Linked DNA regions of Mus musculus: regions 1, 2, 3, 4 and 6 are each linked to region 5. The links are chromatin contacts, called in public Hi-C and promoter capture Hi-C maps. All regions are on one chromosome and are shown on one strand. The core of a region is the stretch at or near the end of the contact, and the rest is flanking DNA. Distances in the headings are between cores, read along the strand shown.

Region 1 (2,817 bases), core at 186-2,685, 1.6 Mb after region 5:
CTCCTGCTATGCCCGTAAGTCATGTGTGAGCTGCCAGGGGTGACCCAGGACTTGGAAAACAGAGGCAGGGGAATGATGGATTGTGCCTTGTAGGGAGACTTCCCCAAAAGGAATTAATTGAACAAAGAGTCAGATGCAGGCTTTGTCCTAGTCTTTAGGGGAAAGCTCTCTGGTTGCCCAGATCTCAAGACTATTAAGGATTGGAGCAGAAACAAAACGCTAAGTCAGTGGTTCTCAGCCTCCCTATGCACGCTCCCTCATGCTGTGTTGACCCCAAATATATAACTATTTCCATTGCAACCTCTAACTGTAACTGTAATGTTGCTACTGTTGTGAATTGTAATGTAAATATCTGTGTTTTCTGATGGTCTTAGGTGACCCCTGTGAAAAGGCCGTTGTGACCCTCACAAGGGTCACAACCCACAGGTTGAGAAACACTGTTCTAAATCATATTTTTTAGACAGGATTTCATTTAGCCCACGCTGACCTTGAAGTTGGTATATAGCCAAGCACAACCTTGAATTGTTTATTTTGAGACAGGTTCTCTCTCTCTCTCTCTCTCTCTCTCTCTCTCTCTTGTTTTGGTTTTTGTTTTGTTTTGTTTTTGAGGCAGGGTTTCTCTGTGTAACCCTGGCTGTCCTGGAACTCACTCTGTAGACCAGGCTGGCCTTGAACTCAGAAATCCGCCTACCTCTGCCTCCCAAGTGCTGGGGTTAAAGGTGTGTGCCACCATTGCCCTGTGTTTGAGACAGGTTCTTACTATGTAGCTCTGGCTGGCCTGGAATTCATATGTAGACCAGGGTAGCCACAAACTGAGAGAGATGCCTGCCTCTGCCTCCCAAGTGCTAGAGCTAAAGCTGTGCACTACCACACTTAATAGCCTTGAGGTTTTTTGTTTTGTTTTGTTTTTCAAGACAAGGTTTCTCTGTTTAGTCCTGAAACTCACTTTGTAGACCAGGCTGGCCTCGAACTCTGAGATCCACCAGCTTCAGCCTCCTGAGTGCTGGGATTAAAAGCATGTGCCACCACTTCCTGACAATAGCCTTAATTTAAAAAAAAAAAATATGAGTATGAGTGTTTTGCCTCCATGGCAGTGCATTTTGTGCGTGCCTGGTGACCTTGAGGCTAGAAGAGTGGCGGATAACTTTGGCACTGGAGGCTGTGAGTTGTTCTGTATATACGGTATGGGAATCTAAGTCCGGTCCTCTCGCTGATCTGTTTCTCTAGCCTATGCAACTGCCTCCCAAGTGCTGAAATCACAGGCATGGGCCGCCACGCTCAGTTTCTTGCACATTCTAGACAAACCCTCTCCCAAGTGTGCTAAGTGATAGGAAAGGCGGTCTTAGGCCAGCAGGTGCAGAGAGCTCTGCACTGTGCCAGGCGCTCCGCGTGCTCTAGCTCATGTCAACGTCACAGCCGCCCCAAAGGGCTGGCGTTCCCGCCCTCACCGCCTTTGCGCCGGGACACAGCAGGCTAGGGTCCTGCCGGAGTCGGCTTCTGCTGCCCCTTCCCGGCGCTATGGACTGCGGGCTGGAATACGACCTTCCTGCGGCCCCGCTCGCCCCTGCGCGTCCCCCGGGCGCGAAGGTGTCCTGAGCCGAGCTCTGACTCAGGATGTTCCGGCGCCAGTCCATGGAGGGGACCCCGGCCTACAAGCCCAAGGGATATCCCGACGGGACCACCCAGCGCCGCCCTGTTAAGCGGCTGCCGATGCTGCTGCCAATGCTCGAAGGCCGTGTGGGGCGAGATGTAGACGGCGCGTGGCGGCGGGACCGCAAGTCCCAGCGCCTGCCTTGCGGGTCCCCCGAGTCCCCGAACGCTCGGCGAGACCGTGGGACCGCGCGCGCACTGCTACTGCCGTCGCTGCAGCCGAGCAGCTCGGCCCGGGAGGCGGGAACTCGGGGGAACCGGCAGCCTGCAGCCCGCGACAACCCTGACTCCCTGGGCACGCTGCTGGGGAAGCTGCTGCCCAACAAGTTCCGCCACTTCCTGCACCACCTGAGCGCCGAGAGCGCAGACCCAGAGGCGGACCGTGAGGCCGGGGGGATGGGGTGGGGAGTGGGTGTGTGTGCGCGGAGTCTGGGGTTCCCAAGCGAGGACTGTCTCCATCTCAACGGGCTCTCCTCCTCCCCCTTCTCCTTTCCTTCCTCCTCCTGTTGTCCCCACCCAGCACCCTCAGCGCCACATAACCCTAGGAGTACATCAAATCACTGCCTAGCTTCTCGGTCTTCCAGCTGCTTATTCCTCCCAGACCTGTGGTAAGCGGAGGGGACCCTCTTGATGAAGGAGGGGTTGCCTTGAGTGCTACCAAGGTGGGCCTCTGCTCACATCAGCTGTGACTTCTTTCTCTTTGAGGGACAAACCATTGCACTGGGACAACAATTTTAAAGAGAAGACTACCCTGGGGCTCCCAAGAGGTGAACTTGCCAGAGCCAAAAAGGCCCATCCGTGAGTAGTAGCTGTTGTGAGTACACACGTGCTATAATTTTGTAGCGTTGACTCTCTCCTCCCACCATCACGTGGGCTTGGGGGATGGAAAGGAGGTCATAGGCTTGCCTAACAATCACTTCTATCATTTCCCCAAGCCATGAGTTCTGGGAATGGGAACAGGAAGGCATTCGTTCGCTCCCTTGTTTCCAGACATTTAGTAATGGATTTACCGTGTATCTATCGATCCACTCACCTATCCATCCTTTCACGCACCTAACCCCTTACTCACAAACCAGGTCTTCTATAAGCTATTGTGAATCTCCATCCACCTAGCCATCGAAGCATCTAACTGGCCATGAACTCATAACTGCCCCCAAACTGCTGGAC
Region 2 (2,887 bases), core at 256-2,755, 1.9 Mb after region 5:
CAGGGTGAGAAGAGCTGTTCTAACAGTTACATGTCCCCAGATGGTGCGGACGGAGCAGAGCACTGTGCCCAGAGCCTGTGGTCTTAGACAAAGCCTCTTTGGAGCTAGTGACTACGCCTCCTCATCTGAAAACCTGAGCAAACTGTCCCCCGCTTTTGACACTTGCCACCACTTACAGAAACAATTGGTGAGTGGTTTTCTTGAGACATTGGCCAAGGGGCAGAGTTGCTGAGAGGGTCCAAAGACAGAGGGTTTCAGAAGAGCCCCACTCCCCCCCCCCCATCCCCCAGTCCCACTCAAGGGCCCAGCCCTGGACTCTGCCTGGGCCAATTTTCTGACCTAAGTACTAAAAGGAACCTTAAACGCGGTGGATGAGGCTTGCGGCTGGCATCTTGGGCCCCCCACACCCACCCTTGCCCTCTTACTCTCTTTAAGCTTCTCAGTACAAGGGGACTCTCAGGCATCTTCTCTCTTTTCTGCTCTCTGTCCTCAATTGGTCAGTAGATAACTCAGAATAAGAATCTAAAAGTGGAGAAGTCCTTGGCCTGGGTACTCCTGGGGCTCAGGGTAAGGACCAAAACTTAACAGGTTGCTCCACTCAAGCGGTCTCAAGCTTGGCCTCCAAGAACCTTAAAGGGAGAAATTCAGACTTTTCTGGTAAGAGATCCAAGCTAGGCACTTAGGGCTTCTATTGTCATTGATATTAAGTCAGGAAAGAAGAGGTCTCCCAAAAGAGGAGGAAGCTTGGGGCGGGTTCATAGCCCAAACCCCCACCCCCACCCCCCACCCAGGCAGTCTCACGATCACAAAGCTTCTCTACTAGAGATCAAAAATCACTGGGATTTGAGTCAAACAGAAAGAGAGGCCCTTCCGTGACCATTCCCAGAGGCCCCTGGGCTAACACATCAGGTAATCAGGCCCCAAACCCTCTCTTCCAAGACAGCACTCTAGTTCTCAGGTGCGCCCCCCACTCAGCTTTTCTTGGAAGAAGGCTCAGCTCGCCCAGGTTGCCCCCGGCCGTGGCAGGTGGAAAAGAGGAGGCGCCGCGTGGCTCGAAGCGGGGGAACCGCGCGCACCTGCCGCAGGTGAGGCCCAACCATGCGGAAGGGGGCGGAGCCATCTCCGCTGCGCTCAGGTGAGCCGACCCCCAGCTCGCAGGAGCCACGTCCAGGAAAGCTACGAATTTCGACGTGGCTCCCAAGAGGCGACCCAAAGCTGAGAGAGACTACCTCGGAGGCTCCTAGTCCCACGAGGTGCCGCGGCCCCAGGAGAACATTCGAGGCAACGGCGGCGTTGGAGGCCCGGGGTCCGTTCGTTATTTGAATAGCACAAAGGAACCGCCTTGGTCTGATTGGCCAGTCAAGTGGTCCCGGGGAGGGCAGTGGCTGTCAGTCGGAAGGCTCTACACGCTTCTATTGGCTAATCTACAGTGGGGCGGGGCGCTGCTGCCCAGCTAAATAGTTGGGGCCGGGGCCGGCGGAGGCTCATTGCTTTGGCGCCGTCTGGGGAGCGTGAGCCTGCGGGTGGCGCGCAACGCATGGTGGCGACTTCTCTCGGAGTGTCGCCGACCCGCCGACCCGGGCTCGGTTCCCTGTGCCTGGCTCGCCCGGGCGACCAACTGGAGACACACGCAAGGAGCAGCATTCGCAGCACCAGAGGCGGCTGCTCCGCCGCCCGCGTCTCCGCGGGAGCATGGAGTGCGCCCTGGACGCCCAGAGCCTGATCAGCATCTCCCTGCGCAAGATCCACAGCTCCCGGACCCAGCGCGGCGGCATCAAGCTGCACAAGAACCTCCTGGTGTCCTACGTGCTCCGCAACGCGCGCCAGCTCTACCTGAGCGAGCGTTACGCCGAGCTCTACCGGCGCCAGCAGCAGCAGCAGCAACAGCAGCCGCCCCACCACCAGCACCAGCACCTCGCTTACGCGGCGCCCGGAATGCCGGCCAGCGCGGCCGACTTCGGCCCGCTCCAACTTGGCGGCGGCGGGGACGCGGAGGCGCGCGAGCCGGTTGCCCGGCACCAGCTGCACCAGCTCCACCAGCTTCACCAGCTGCACCTCCAGCAGCAGCTGCACCAACACCAACACCCGGCGCCCAGGGGCTGCACGGCGGCGGCGCCGGTGGCGGTGGCCGGGGCGCCCGCGGGCTGCGCGGGGGCGCTCTCGGAGCTGCCCGGGTGCGCTGCGCTCCAGCCGCCGCACGGCGCGCCCCACCGCGGGCAGCACTTGGAGCCGCTGCAGCCGGGTCCCGCGCCGCTGCCGCCGCCCGCGCCCGCCGCGCTCTGCCCGCGGGACCCTCGCGTCCCGGCCGCTTGCTCTGCGCCCTCGGTGCTTCCGGGGGCTGCCCCTTCGACCGTCGCTGCCTCCTCTCCGCCCGCCTCTACAGCCCCTTCCTCATCCACTGGCTTCTACCGGGGCGCGTACCCGGCCCCCTCGGACTTCGGCGTGCACTGCAGCAGCCAGACCACCGTGCTGGACCTGGACACTCACGTGGTGACCACGGTAGAAAACGGCTACTTGCACCAGGACTGCTGCGCCTCCGCCCACTGCCCCTGCTGTGGCCAGGGCGCTCCGGGACCCGGTCTGGCGTCCGCCGCTGGTTGCAAGCGCAAGTATTACCCTGGCCAGGAGGAAGAGGACGACGAAGAGGACGCGGGCGACCTGGGAGCCGAGCCCCCCGGGGGTACCCCATTCGCCCCCTGTAAGCGCGCCCGCTTCGAGGACTTCTGCCCGGACTCGTCCCCGGACGCGTCCAACATCTCAAACTTGATCTCCATCTTTGGCTCGGGCTTCTCGGGGCTGGTGAGCCGACAGCCGGACTCCTCGGAGCAGCCGCCGCCGCTCAACGGGCAGCTGTGCGCCAAGCAGGCGCTCGCCAGCCTCGGCGCCT
Region 3 (3,049 bases), core at 518-3,017, 1.9 Mb after region 5:
TTTTTTTTTTTTGTGGAGACAGGGTTTCTCTGTATAGCCCTGGCTGTCCTGGAACTCACTCTGTAGACCAGGCTGGCCTCAAACTCAGAAATCCACCTGCCTCTGCCTCCCGAGTGCTAGCTACTATCTATGTCTTGATGTCAACACTAAAGTCGATTAAGACACATCCATAAGGCCAGGCAGTGGTGGCGCACTCCCAGCACATGGGAGGCAGAGGCAGGTGGATTTCTGAGTTCGAGGCCAGCCTGGTCTACAGAGTGAGTTCCAGGACAGCCAGAGCTTCACAGAGAAACCCTGTCTCGAAAAACAAAAACAAAACAAACAAAAACGACACATTCATAGAGATTTTGTATAACTTAAAATAAATGTCTGGTTTTGAATTCCACGTGTTCATATATTTAGGGGGGGGGCGCCACAAAAATGGTGCTTCTTTTGATTTTCAAATTTTCTTCCTCCTGAGACTTTCTTTGGGACCACAAAAAAGGAAGTGTGGTGGAAGGTACATCAAACACTATCAAAGTACGAGCTGAGTTTAGCCAACCTAGCCACTCTGTAAGAATTTTCCAGTCCTTCTTAACTACACGGAGTCAGCAAACTGCTTTCTCCTCCTCCAGGAAAGGGGGTCTCTACTGGAGCATCTGGCCTCTGTCTCTGCCCTAGTTACTTGAGATGGACCACAACGAGGCCACAGTGTAAATAAAAGTTACAGACGACGATGCCACCAACCCTCTCATTTTGTACAAACAGCCTCTTAAAATTAGTGGTTTAGACACCGTGGGCAGTTTCTCTCAATTAACTCTGCAGATACTGAAACCCCCAGAGCCAAGCCTGCAGGACGGAAGGAGGGACGGAGGGAGGGAAGACATGCAGGGTGGGCAGGACATGCATGAAGGAGCCTGGCGTCCGAGCGAGGCCCAGGTCCACCCGAGCGGAGTCTCATAAAGAACGCAGCCTCCTGGATCCCTCTCGCCCCGACCCCAGGCAACTCTGCCCCCAGGTCCAGAGCCTTTCCCCTGACCGCGCTCTGCCCGCCCGCCCTGGCCGGGTCGCCCTCACCGCCACCCGCCTGCAGCCCAGGCCGTCAGCCCTGCCTCCTCCGTCCCCAGAGCTCCTCAGACTCGGGAGACCCCCCGAGCCACACCCCTTTCCCACCCGCACGCCCGGGCCCTCCAACCGCCCTACCTGGCGGCGGCTGCCGCTCGCCCTCGGCCATCTTCTCCGTGAGGAGCCGGAGCGGATGCTCGCCGGTCCCTCTCAATGTTCACCCCGCAGCTCTCCCCGGCTCCGCCAAGCTTCCAGCAGGGAAATGAGCGCTGACTGGCTAGGACCGGAAGCCGAGAATTACAGTCACTCGCGCGAAGGCGGCAGCCATGCCGGTGCGAGGCACTCAGGGAGCATGCCCACCAACGGCCGTCTCGCGGCGGCCGCGCCGACCGAGGCAGCGGCCATCTTGGTGCGGGGCGCCGAGGAGCATGCGCACTAACGGCTGCCGCCTGCAAGCCAACTGCGGCGCTGGCAGCCATGTTTGTGCGGGGCGTCGGGTTCTGTTTGCTTGTTTGTTTGTTTGTTTGTTTGTTTTGGTGAGGGGTGATGGAGGGAATAGGTATGGCAGCAGTATTCTTGCGGAGCAAGGCCACCTGTCATCTTCTTTGTGCATGCCTCCACCCAAGCAATCTGAGACAGTCCCCAGTCAACAGTTGTGTTCTCCTGCCATTCCTAGAGTGACGTTCAAGGACACCAGTCAGACTTGAACGCACGTGACCGCCTCGACAGCTAAGGTGGCTTTCGGAGGCGGAGAGCACGAGCGGGACAGCGCCTACCGTTGTGACCCCGTGACGGGAGCCCAGCGCCGGGCTGCTAACAGCTGAGCTAGAGGTCCGTCTCCGCAAGCCCCGCCCTCTGCGGCCACTCCCCGGCTTGGGCCCACCCCGAGATCGGGGCGAGCGGCCGGGGACTGCGAGCCACCAAAGCTCCGCCCCGTGAGTCCTGCCCCACCGGCAGCCCGCCGGGCCCGGTGGCCGCGGGGCCGCCTCTACTGGCTAGCGGCAGTGACTCGGCGACCTTGAACCTAGAACCGGAGCCGCGAACCCACTGACCCCAGCACCCCAGCAGTGGCGCAGTCTTTACCCAGCGCGAGGGGCGGAGCGGACCAAGTGTCCGCAAACAGACTGGGACGATGTTAGCCTTTGCTGCCAGAACCGTGGTGAGTTCGCCCAGCAGGGCCATGGACGGGACAAGACGGGCGGGCCTCCAGCAACGGTCAAGAAAACCCCAGACCGGCTGGTAGGGTGCGATCTGCAAGGTGGATAAAGGAGACCAGGTAAGGGGTGGGTTCGATCCCAGAAGAAGACTGAGAAACCTAGGTTCAAGTCTTTTGTACCTTTCCACTCCACTCCTCCCTAATGCTCCCAGTTATTCGGACTCAGACACCTGTCGGGGCTACTGGTTAGAGAGCTCAGCCCTAGGCTATGCTTCTGCCCGACTAGAGCCACTTCTCCAAGCCTACCCAGTCTCCTTGAGTTCATCAGATGCCCACCCTCCCCATTGCATATTGCTAAGAGAACCTCAGGTGGAGACTAGTACTGAAAATCCCCCAAACAGGCAGGAGGAGGCAGGAGGTGGCAGGCTGCCCCTCACCATCCTTATCTAAAGCAGCTATCCTAATGGTGAGCTCCTGTCCTCTCTGATTCAGGCTGTCTATCCAGCTGTGAACTGGACTGCCCTGTCAGACACTGGGTTGGCAGCTAAGACTGAGATTCTACTAAGAGTCCTGGCAGCACCTGAGACCCTCCTCCAAGTCGTCCCGCCTTCCGTCACCCTCTGGGACCACCTTACTGCATAAGCATTTTAATGCTAGGGAGACTGAAACAAGGAGACAATCAAATCCCATGGTTGTGCTAATAAACTGAGCCCAAATGGGGTCTTTTGGCTTATTACTCACAGCAGAAGCACAAAAGTGTATTTCCCCCACTATTGATCCCAACCTGGATGATCCAGAACTCATTTAGAAAAAACAAACAAACCACCAAAAGAGGGGTGGCCACCAAGG
Region 4 (2,936 bases), core at 30-2,529, 1.2 Mb after region 5:
GTTTGTTTTTCAAGACAGGGTTTCTCTGTATAGCCCCGACTGTCCTAGAACTCACTTTGTAGACCAGGCTGGCCTCGAACTCAGAAATCCGCCAGCCTCTGCCTCCCAAGTGCTGGGATTAAAGGCATGCGCCACTACCGCCCAGCTTCAAGATCATTTTAACAATCAAAAGCAGACAGCCCAAGTGTGCCTGTATGGATTTGGCCAGGTTTCAAATCTACAGTCTGTCTGGACCCTTTAAACGCTACATTCACAAGCCTTTATCCTTCACACCTAATGGAAAGTGTTTTTACAGACAGCTGTGTCCAGATCCGCAACTTCTTGGTACACTGACTATTAGGAAAATGTACAAGGCTTTGAGTCATAATGATGTCACTTTCTGTTCTCCAGGTATATTAACCGGCTGCCAATCCTGTGTAAGCCTTAGAGAACTTTCTACTGTGAGTTAGCTACCATAGCGGTTCTTGGTGGTCACTTCAGGCCTGTCATAAACATCTTCCTTAGGCAATGGCCATAGAGCGGGAATGAAAAAGGCCCACTACTTAGAAACACTTTGGATGCTGAGTTTAAATCCTCAGGCTTGTTCTTTCTTATTTTTTCTTCTTGAAACCAAGGCATGTATTTCAAGAGAGATTTGAATTCCTCTTGGGGATTCTGGCTTTGGTCAGTCAACCGAGCACCCTAAACCAAGCAAGGAAACAGGCTAAGATTCCGCACAACTTCAAAGCGCCAGATCAAGGAGCACAGAAGGGCGGAGATCGCGGACAAGAGAACTTGGAATTTAAGTTATGAAAGGGTGAATTAGGGAAGGTTGCCACCAACGTGGAATCCAGGGAAGCCAGCAGGAATCGCAGGAGTGGCCTCCCAGGTCTTTGGGTATTTAGGCCGCATCTGGGCCCCTTCCTCAGGACCTCAAACCTGCAGGGACCAGACTACCCGAGGAGGCCGCACGGCGTAGTCCATCCCTACGGGGCGGCGCAAACCCCCTGGCTCAGGGGCCGAACTTAGGAGATCCCGCTGGGCTGAAGTTGGCTCAGCCCGGGACAGCGGTCGCGCTCCCCCCACCCCCCCGTCGCCACTCCCTGATCCTGCCCCCAGCCTGCCAGGCCTTACTTTGAGCGCCAGGTGATGGACGCGGCCCAAGACGGGGTGGACCAGCAGCTCCAGCAACGCCAGCAGTCGTAGCAGCCGCAGGCAGAAGGAGCCGAAGCGGCCGAGGGGTACCGGGACGGCCATGTTTGTTCCAGCATCACCAGCTGCTTCCTCTCCCACCCACTTCCGGGTCAAAGTGCGTCGTCCCGGAGGTGCTCTGGAAGGGGGCGCGGCTGCCGCCTCCGAGGTCCTTGAGATCGTTTTACTGCAAAACGCAACTCTGGTCACGCAGGGACCTGAGCGGACCACCTCGGCACTCTTCAATTGGCCTCCCAGGACGGACTTCCGGCAAAGCCCCTGTGAGGACCCTGAAGCGTTTGCCATGACAACCATGGCGGGGCAAGTTCAAGCCGGGCCTCCTTTCTGCCTTGCCGGGCTTGGGGATTGAGGGGCCTGGACCAAAGTCTGGAACCCGCAATGTCCGCCACTGACCCTGGCGGATGATTGGACTGCCTTCGGTGGTAATAACTTAGAAATTGCTGGCCTGTCTTAGATTCCTTGACTTATTATCATCCTAGGCCCTTTACACAAACTTCAGCTTGAAATAGTTGCAGTAATAGGATTTATTGAGTCCATAGGAAGCCATCCACTAGGCTTTTTTTTTTTAAGTGGCATTTAATCTTTGGGACAATCTAATTATATAAGAGGTAGGTGTCAGGCTGTTCCTCTGTTCTACCTAAACTCTAAGAAATGGTCATTTTGGCCAGTCTGAGCTGGGGATCACATGCAGATTTTTAACTGATACGTCATTTTGTCTTGTGTGATTTCATGCCACCGCTGGAGTCTGAGCCTTAATGTTTTCTATTTTAGTCTCTTTGGAAACTTAGCTTCTAGTCCTTAACACTTAATGGAAGGACTTGGTTGTAGGTCCCTGGTACCAGGGCTTACAGGAAACACTCGTATTAAAATAGCTGATAACCAAGTTGGTTTAGTTCTTAGATTCTTGTTTTTAGCTGGACACACAAGTAACATATGCTTTTGTGTATGTGCATGTAATTATTTAAGCAAAATAGGACACAATAAAAACACAGGGAACTCTACTACCAGGCAGCTACCACTATGTAGGTGTGTGAACACCTATGACAGAATCAGATTCCTATAGCTTTTTAACTGGAACTAGTAACAGGATGTATTTTGAAGGTCTGGTTGGTTGCTTTTCTAAGTTTTTTATGTATGTGTGTGCCATGTATAGGTACCTGAGAGGACCAGAAGATGGTGTCAGATCCTCGGGAGCTGGAATTGCTGGCAGTTGTGTGTTGCCTGACATCATGAGTACTAGAAAGTTAACTCAGGTATCTATCTATAAGAGCAGTAAGTGCTCTTAACCACTGAGCAGTGTCTCTAACCCAACATGATAGATCTGTATATATAAATACATATAGATAGGAAATTAAGTTTGTTTTTATGTTGTTTGTGTGTTTATAAATGCCATGAGGTGTACCCATAGAGACCAGAAGGGGGCATCAGATCCCTGCAACTGAAGTTACCTTGGTTGTCAGCCATCCATTGTGCTTGCTGGGAACCCAAACTCCAGTCTTCTGGAAGAACAGGAACTCTTAGCTGCTGAGCCATCTCTTCAGCCCAATATGATATACTTTAATGCCACAAACTGTGAACTTCAACAAATTCACTTGGAGCCAGGAGGTGGTGGTACACATCTTTAATCCAAGCACTCAGAAAGCAGAGGCAGGCGAGTGGATATCTGAGTTCAAGGCCAACCAGAACTACTCAGAGAAACTTCGAATTGAAAACCCAAACAAACAAACAAACAAATCGATTTGTTG
Region 5 (2,723 bases), core at 45-2,544:
GTAGCCCGGTAACCCTGTACTTAGCAGAGTAGCCTGTGGACTTCATCTCCTGGGAGCCTGGTATCTTCATCTATAAGGATGCTGTTAGGGCCGCTGTGAGTGTTGGTAAGAATGAATGGGTTAGGAAGAAGCTGAGGGCCACGGGGAACTGCCATACCTTGCAACTGCTGTAGGAGCAAAGCTCTTTGCAGCATGGGGCCATTGAGCAGGGAGGTCGAGTGGAGGCCCTGGAGACTCAGAAGCTGTTGCGGGGATGACTGCTGGGGGAGGCCCCTGTGTGATGGGAGTAGGGTGTCAGAGGGGTCCTGGGAAAGCCATCTACCCGGAGGTCTCTCACCTCCATTCTCTCCATCTCAATGGCAGATGGAGGATCCCCTCCAAGGTAGAAACTGATGACATTTAATACTCAAACAAGGATGCCCCTGGGGAAAAAATAACTACTGGGAGCCAGGCTCCAAAATGTGGGTCTGAGCCGTCAGACCTCAGACTGCTCCTGGAAGTGGAAAACTCACCGGCTGACAGGAATGGACAAGGAGGCCTGTGGTGGGGACTGTTGCAGCAGCTGTTGGAGCTGCAGTATCTGCTGTTGCTGCTGCTGGAGCTGCTGCTGCTGGAGCTGCTGCTGCAACTGTTGCTGCTGCTGCTGCAACTGTTGCTGCTGCTGGAGTTGCGGGTTGAACATGGTGGCTGAAGGGGGTATGGTGGGTAGGGTCAGATCACCACTTTGGGATGATCCAGCTTCTCTCCCCTCCCAAAACACCCACCCCAGCATAACGCCTGCTAAGCTTCACCGCTACACAGTCCCACCCACGCCAAGAGCACGCTGCATTTATACCCGGGGCTTCGGGGCTTCCAGTTCTTCCGGTCAGCTGCCAGAACAGGATACACACACAGACACGCCTTCAGTTCTTTATCTTCCCTCCCATCTCTTCAACTCTGGCGGTCCAACCTTCTAATCGGAGCACACCTTTCCACTCCCATCTCCTGCCTGTCAGTCACTCTACACTTCCTGGTGCTTCCCGTGCACACTTCCCTGTTTTGGATTCCGCTGTCCTCTCCCTAAATTGTGTCACTTAAATCCATGAACCCTGGATGGGAAACGCTTCCGTCCGCCGCAGCACACCCCCACCCCGCTCCGTTGTCCCTCATCCCTCCACTCCCTTCCCTCGCAGATATAGCCAACGCCACTTAACTAATCCTGTGGCCTCGCCTGTCCACAAAGCCCGTAGGCTCTCTGCAAGTAGCCGCTATCCCTGCGGTCCACCCTTCCCGGGGTGCCCAACCCTCCTCCACTGTCGCTTCCGGGGCGGGCACCACACTGGCTCCCCCTCACCTCCCGGCAATCCACGAAAACCGAAACCGTGAAAGCCACGAGCTGACTCGTAAGGCGGGCTCCGGAGCTCCCGGGCTGCTCGGGACGGTGACCGGACCGGGACACTCCGAAGGCCCAGCGGCTGGCCACTCCCGCGCAGAGCGCCCTCTGGAGGTGCGGAGGCCTCAGCGCGGACGCCGCGGCGGGCGAACAAGCCTCGCGCGCAGGTCACGTCGCGGGGACCGCGACCAATCTGCAATCGCTAGAGCCGCGGTGGCTCCCAGGTGCTATGAGGCGCCGGGCAGCGTAGGCTCCTGTCCCCAGATCCCAGCATCGGGAAGGGGCGATTCTGAGTTCCCACGGCCGTCTGTTTATCTGGCAGGGGCAAAGGGGACCGACAGTCGGTCAGATCCCAACTGACCTCCCCAATGCCACCACTGTCCCCAGATCCCGAGCCCGCGTGGGGCTGGGACAAGAGCAAGCGGGCGCGCGTATGTGTGGTGAATTCAGCTTTAAAAAAATAGTTTTGTTTTTTACATTTTTTTAAAAAAGATTTAGTTTATGTGTATGAGTGTTTTGAACGTATGTGTATCTGTATATCGTGTATATCTTGTACATCCTGGAACTAGAGTTAGAAACATTTGTGAATTGTCTTGTGAGTGCTAGGAATCGAACCCAGCTCCTCTGCAAGAACAAGTGCTCTTAACCACTGAGCTATCTCTCCTCATCCCCGTTTTTTGTTTTTTTGTTTTTGTTTTTTTTTGTTTTTTGTTTTTTTTTGGTTTTTTTTTTTTTTGGTTTTTTTTTTTTTTTTTTTGGTTTTTGGTTTTTTGAGGCAGGGTTTCTCTGTATAGCCCTGGCTGTCCTGGCACTCACTTTGTAGACCAGGCTGGCCTCGAACTCAGAAATCCGTCTGCCTCTGCCTCCCGAGTGCTGGGATTAAAGGCGTGCGCCACCACGCCCGCCTCTCACCCCCGTCTTTTAAATATGTATTCTTATTTCAGGTGTATGAATGTTTTGCCTGCATGTATGTGTGTGTACTTTGTATGTGCCTAGTGCTTGCAGAGGTCTAAAGAGGGCATCTGATCCCCTAGGAAGAAGTTTGTGGATGGTTGTGAGCCACCTGTGGGAGTGCTGGGAGCTGAACCTGGGTCCTTTGGAAGAAGAACAAACGTTAACCACTTAACAAGTTCCCAAGCCTCTGATTTCCTTTTCCGTTTCATTGTGTTGTGTAGCAATGGCTACATATGGAAACTCACTATAGACCAGACTGGCCTCGAATTCACAGAAACCCGCTGGCTTCTGCCACCACGTCTGACACAGTTACTTTCTTTAATGGCTCTTACCTGCCCCTAAAAAGGTCCTGCCACTGCGGACACCCCTTAGCCCCACTGGTCTTGGCAATTCTTTT
Region 6 (2,894 bases), core at 286-2,785, 1.1 Mb before region 5:
GAGTGCTCTATCGGCTTGTACGCCTGCATGCAGAAGAAGACATCATATCCCAGTATGGATGGTTGTGAGCCACCATGTGGGTTCTGGGAAATGAACTCAGGACCTCTGGAAGAACAGCCAGTGCTCTTAACCTCTGAGGCATCTCTCCGACCCCAACCCCAGCCCCAATTTTTTCTTTTTTATATGCATGTGTATTTGTATGTGTGTTCATGCAGATGTGGTTGTGCTGGTCAAAGGAAAACCCCTAGTGCCAGCCACTCCTTTTAGGCAGGTTCTCTGTTATTCTGAAACTCACTGATCCCTGCCTCCACAGCACTGGCGTTAAAATCCTGCCACCACACCTGCTATTTTTATATGGTTCTGGGAGTGAATTCAGGTCCTTAAGTTGCAATGCTTTGTAAAGGATTTACCAACTGAGCCATTCCCTTAATCCCCACGTTTTTTCCCCTAGCAAGATGTTCCGCACCTGTTCCCAGTTCTGTGCTTCAGTATTTGTTTTCTTTCGTTTTGTTTCCCCGAACTTCTAAAAAAAAATTTTTTTTTTTAATGTGTATGTGTGTTTTGCCTGCACACAAGTCTGGGTACTGTTTGCCTGCCTGGTGTCAGTGGAGGCCGGAAGAGGGAGACAGATAACCTGGAACTGGAGTTAGGGAGGCTGTGTGCCACCAGTTGGGTGCTTGAAATTGAACACAGGTCCCCTGGAAGAGAAATGAGTAGTCTTAACTATTGAGCCATTTTTCCAGCCCTCCCAGAATTTCTTTGAATAATTCTCTCGGGGAGTCCCAACCTCCTCTCTAAATACGGCTGAGTTCCAGAGCCCAACCAAGAAGTAGGCGTGCAAGCTGGGCGGTGGTGGCGCAAGCCTTTAATCCCAGTACTTGGGAGGCAGAGGCAGAGGCAGAGGCAGAGGCAGAGGCAGGCGGATTTCTGAGTTCAAGGCCAGCCTGGTCTACAAAGTGAGCTCCAGGACAGCCAGAGCTATACAGAGAAACCCTGTCTCGAAAAAACCAAAAAAAAAAAAAAAAAGAGAGAGAGAGAGAAAGAAAACAAAACAAAACAAACAAAAAAACAAAAAAGAAGTAGGCGCACACCTGGGAAACTGACCTAAGACACAAATGTGTGTCGGGTCCAGCTTGTGTATCCACCCTACACCAACTATGGGGAACACATCCTTGCAATCCTGATACTCAGCAGGTGCAGGTACGAGTGGATTTAAGTCCAACTTAAAGCCATCTTGAAATGTTATTACTTTTTTTTTTTTTTTTTTTTTTTGGTGGTGGTGGTGGTGGTGGGGTGAGCGTATAAATTGCAAGAGTCAGTCTTCCACTAAGGCTTCCAGAGCTACGAACTCGAAATTATCTCACTCTTCGAGACCATTGCGCAGACGCCAGTACCCTGCGCGTGCTCTCCTGAAGACCCGCCCCGAAAGCACGCCTGGAGCATGCGCACATCCCAGCGTCGACGACACGCCTCCGGAAGCACTGGCAATTTCGAGGGCGGGATCAGAAAGCGTATCCGAGGGACGAGAGGCTCGGGCGGAAGTTGTCCCCGCGGTGGCGGCGGAGAATAAGGCCTTGGTACGGCAACGGGGACGCTCCGGTAGGCTGGAGCTACGGGCGCGGAGCCGTCTGAAGGTACTGCGGGGCGGGGAGGCTGGGCGCTCGCGCGGGAGGTCGCGGTCGGGGTCACGAGTGGCCGCGACACGGGACACTGCTCTCCCTCCGACGGCGGTGATGCGGGACGGCGCGAGTGACTCCGAAGCCCCGGCGCCCCGGCTTAGAGTCCTGCGGCCTCCCGGGCGACCTCTTGGCCAAGGTCACCCCGCGGCAGGTGCACCGCCGCCTGGAGCTCTTGGAGAATCCGCCCCCGGGGCGACCTCCGGGTCGAGCCACCCACGCACGAACCGACGCCGCGAAGGAGAACCTCGCTGCCCTGAGTTTCGCCTCTTTGTCAGACCGTTGTCACCTGTTTTGTCCTCACCTGGCCTCTTGTCAGCTGGAGTTTATACTTTGCATCTTTGGTGGTGACAACCTTTGGACTTTGTCTTTACCTCTGTCTCCTCCCTTGCCTCAGTGTTTTTTGACTCTGCTTCTGCCCCCTCGGGCCGCCCTCTGGTTCAGGGCCCGAAAGTCACACTGACTTCTTGGTCATTTGTCTGTCTGTCTCTCTGTGTGTGTGTGTGTGTGTCTGTCTCTCTCTCTCTCTCTCTCTCTCTCTCTCTCTCTCTCTCTCTGCCAATGTTGTGTTCTTGTTCTCTCCTTCCCAACTGAGTTTGTTTAGGCAGGGCGGGCCTTGCCTGGACCTCTGAGCCATGGAAGGTGACTCATGACCCTGTAAAACTCCCCTGGCCGGGCACCATTACCAGTGGCCCGATCACAGTCTGGTCTCAGTTCTGACAAGTGTCACCAAACCTAATAAAGTGTCAGGAGCTACTGCTTTCACGGTGAAGGCCCATCTCAGGATCTAGGCAGTGGTTTGCGCAGGTCTCCACAACTCTTTGCTCTTTCCAGAAACCCTGGGTGGCCTCCAGGGCTGTTTGGAGCTGCTCTGTTTAACCAGGCCAGCATCTACAGGCTTAGGAAGGACTAGACTTCCATCTGCCTCTGAGACCCTTAACTTAGCACAGTAGCAGAGTTCTAGGAGCAGTTTACTGAAGAACTTAGAAACCTAATAGGAATCCATTCCCTGCTTGTTTCCAAAGTATTGTCTGAGACAGAGACACCATAGGGAGGAACACTGAAACTTTTGGAGTGGAGTGTATCTGGAATAGACAGGAGATGAAACATATTTTATCAAGTGCCTGAGTCAAGTAGGCTGCCTCAGTGGATACAGAGTTTTAAGAGATGGAAAGAACGTTCTAGAAATGGTTTGTGCACAACAGTGTGAATGCTACA

Evidence for each region. Promoter capture Hi-C pulls out the DNA fragments that hold promoters and counts their contacts. A called contact is a pair of places that touch in the nucleus more often than the background predicts.
Region 1: a Hi-C map of B cells shows a contact between it and region 5, with 5 read pairs. The contact joins the promoter of 1700001O22Rik here to the promoter of Ciz1 in region 5.
Region 2: a promoter capture Hi-C map of pre-B cells shows a contact between it and region 5, with 6 times the contacts expected there. The contact joins the promoter of Ier5l here to the promoter of Ciz1 in region 5. A contact is called at or near these places in 3 of 39 promoter capture datasets (liver and pre-B cells) and 1 of 115 datasets of contacts at active chromatin or transcription factors (pancreatic cancer cells).
Region 3: a contact with region 5 is called in a promoter capture Hi-C map of liver, with 7 times the contacts expected there. The contact joins the promoter of Crat here to the promoter of Ciz1 in region 5. A contact is called at or near these places in 4 of 39 promoter capture datasets (hippocampal neurons, liver and pre-B cells) and 1 of 9 other capture datasets (adipose tissue).
Region 4: a promoter capture Hi-C map of pre-B cells shows a contact between it and region 5, with 4 times the contacts expected there. The contact joins the promoter of Gpr107 here to the promoter of Ciz1 in region 5. A contact is called at or near these places in 3 of 39 promoter capture datasets (liver and pre-B cells).
Region 6: a promoter capture Hi-C map of liver shows a contact between it and region 5, with 2.4 times the contacts expected there. The contact joins the promoter of Zbtb43 here to the promoter of Ciz1 in region 5. A contact is called at or near these places in 2 of 39 promoter capture datasets (liver and pre-B cells).

The regions. Positions count from the first base shown.
Region 1 is chr2:30,800,355-30,803,171 of GRCm38.p6, reverse strand. It overlaps 1700001O22Rik (RIKEN cDNA 1700001O22 gene), which reads left to right and starts at 1,435. Exons shown (of 7, transcript NM_198000.3): 1 at 1,435-2,032; 2 at 2,171-2,258; 3 at 2,356-2,448. The coding sequence starts at 1,615.
Region 2 is chr2:30,472,817-30,475,703 of GRCm38.p6, reverse strand. Ier5l (immediate early response 5-like) reads left to right here and starts at 1,505. Exons shown (of 1, transcript NM_030244.3): 1 at 1,505-2,887. The coding sequence starts at 1,693. It overlaps Gm31291 (a long non-coding RNA gene), which reads right to left and starts at 1,396. Exons shown (of 7, transcript XR_003954013.1): 1 at 1,230-1,396; 2 at 426-629.
Region 3 is chr2:30,414,466-30,417,514 of GRCm38.p6, reverse strand. It overlaps Crat (carnitine acetyltransferase), which reads left to right and starts at 1,767. Exons shown (of 14, transcript NM_007760.3): 1 at 1,767-2,203. The coding sequence starts at 2,177. It overlaps Ptpa (protein phosphatase 2 protein activator), which reads right to left and starts at 1,465. Exons shown (of 10, transcript NM_138748.5): 1 at 1,183-1,465. The coding sequence starts at 1,213.
Region 4 is chr2:31,150,659-31,153,594 of GRCm38.p6, reverse strand. Gpr107 (G protein-coupled receptor 107) reads right to left here and starts at 1,279. Exons shown (of 18, transcript NM_178760.4): 1 at 1,114-1,279. The coding sequence starts at 1,236. It overlaps D330023K18Rik (RIKEN cDNA D330023K18 gene), which reads left to right and starts at 1,304. Exons shown (of 2, transcript NR_040334.1): 1 at 1,304-1,613; 2 at 2,345-2,546.
Region 5 is chr2:32,361,769-32,364,491 of GRCm38.p6, reverse strand. Ciz1 (CDKN1A interacting zinc finger protein 1) reads right to left here and starts at 1,294. Exons shown (of 17, transcript NM_028412.2): 1 at 1,194-1,294; 2 at 513-687; 3 at 158-273. The coding sequence starts at 682.
Region 6 is chr2:33,467,173-33,470,066 of GRCm38.p6, reverse strand. Zbtb43 (zinc finger and BTB domain containing 43) reads left to right here and starts at 1,535. Exons shown (of 3, transcript NM_001025594.1): 1 at 1,535-1,634.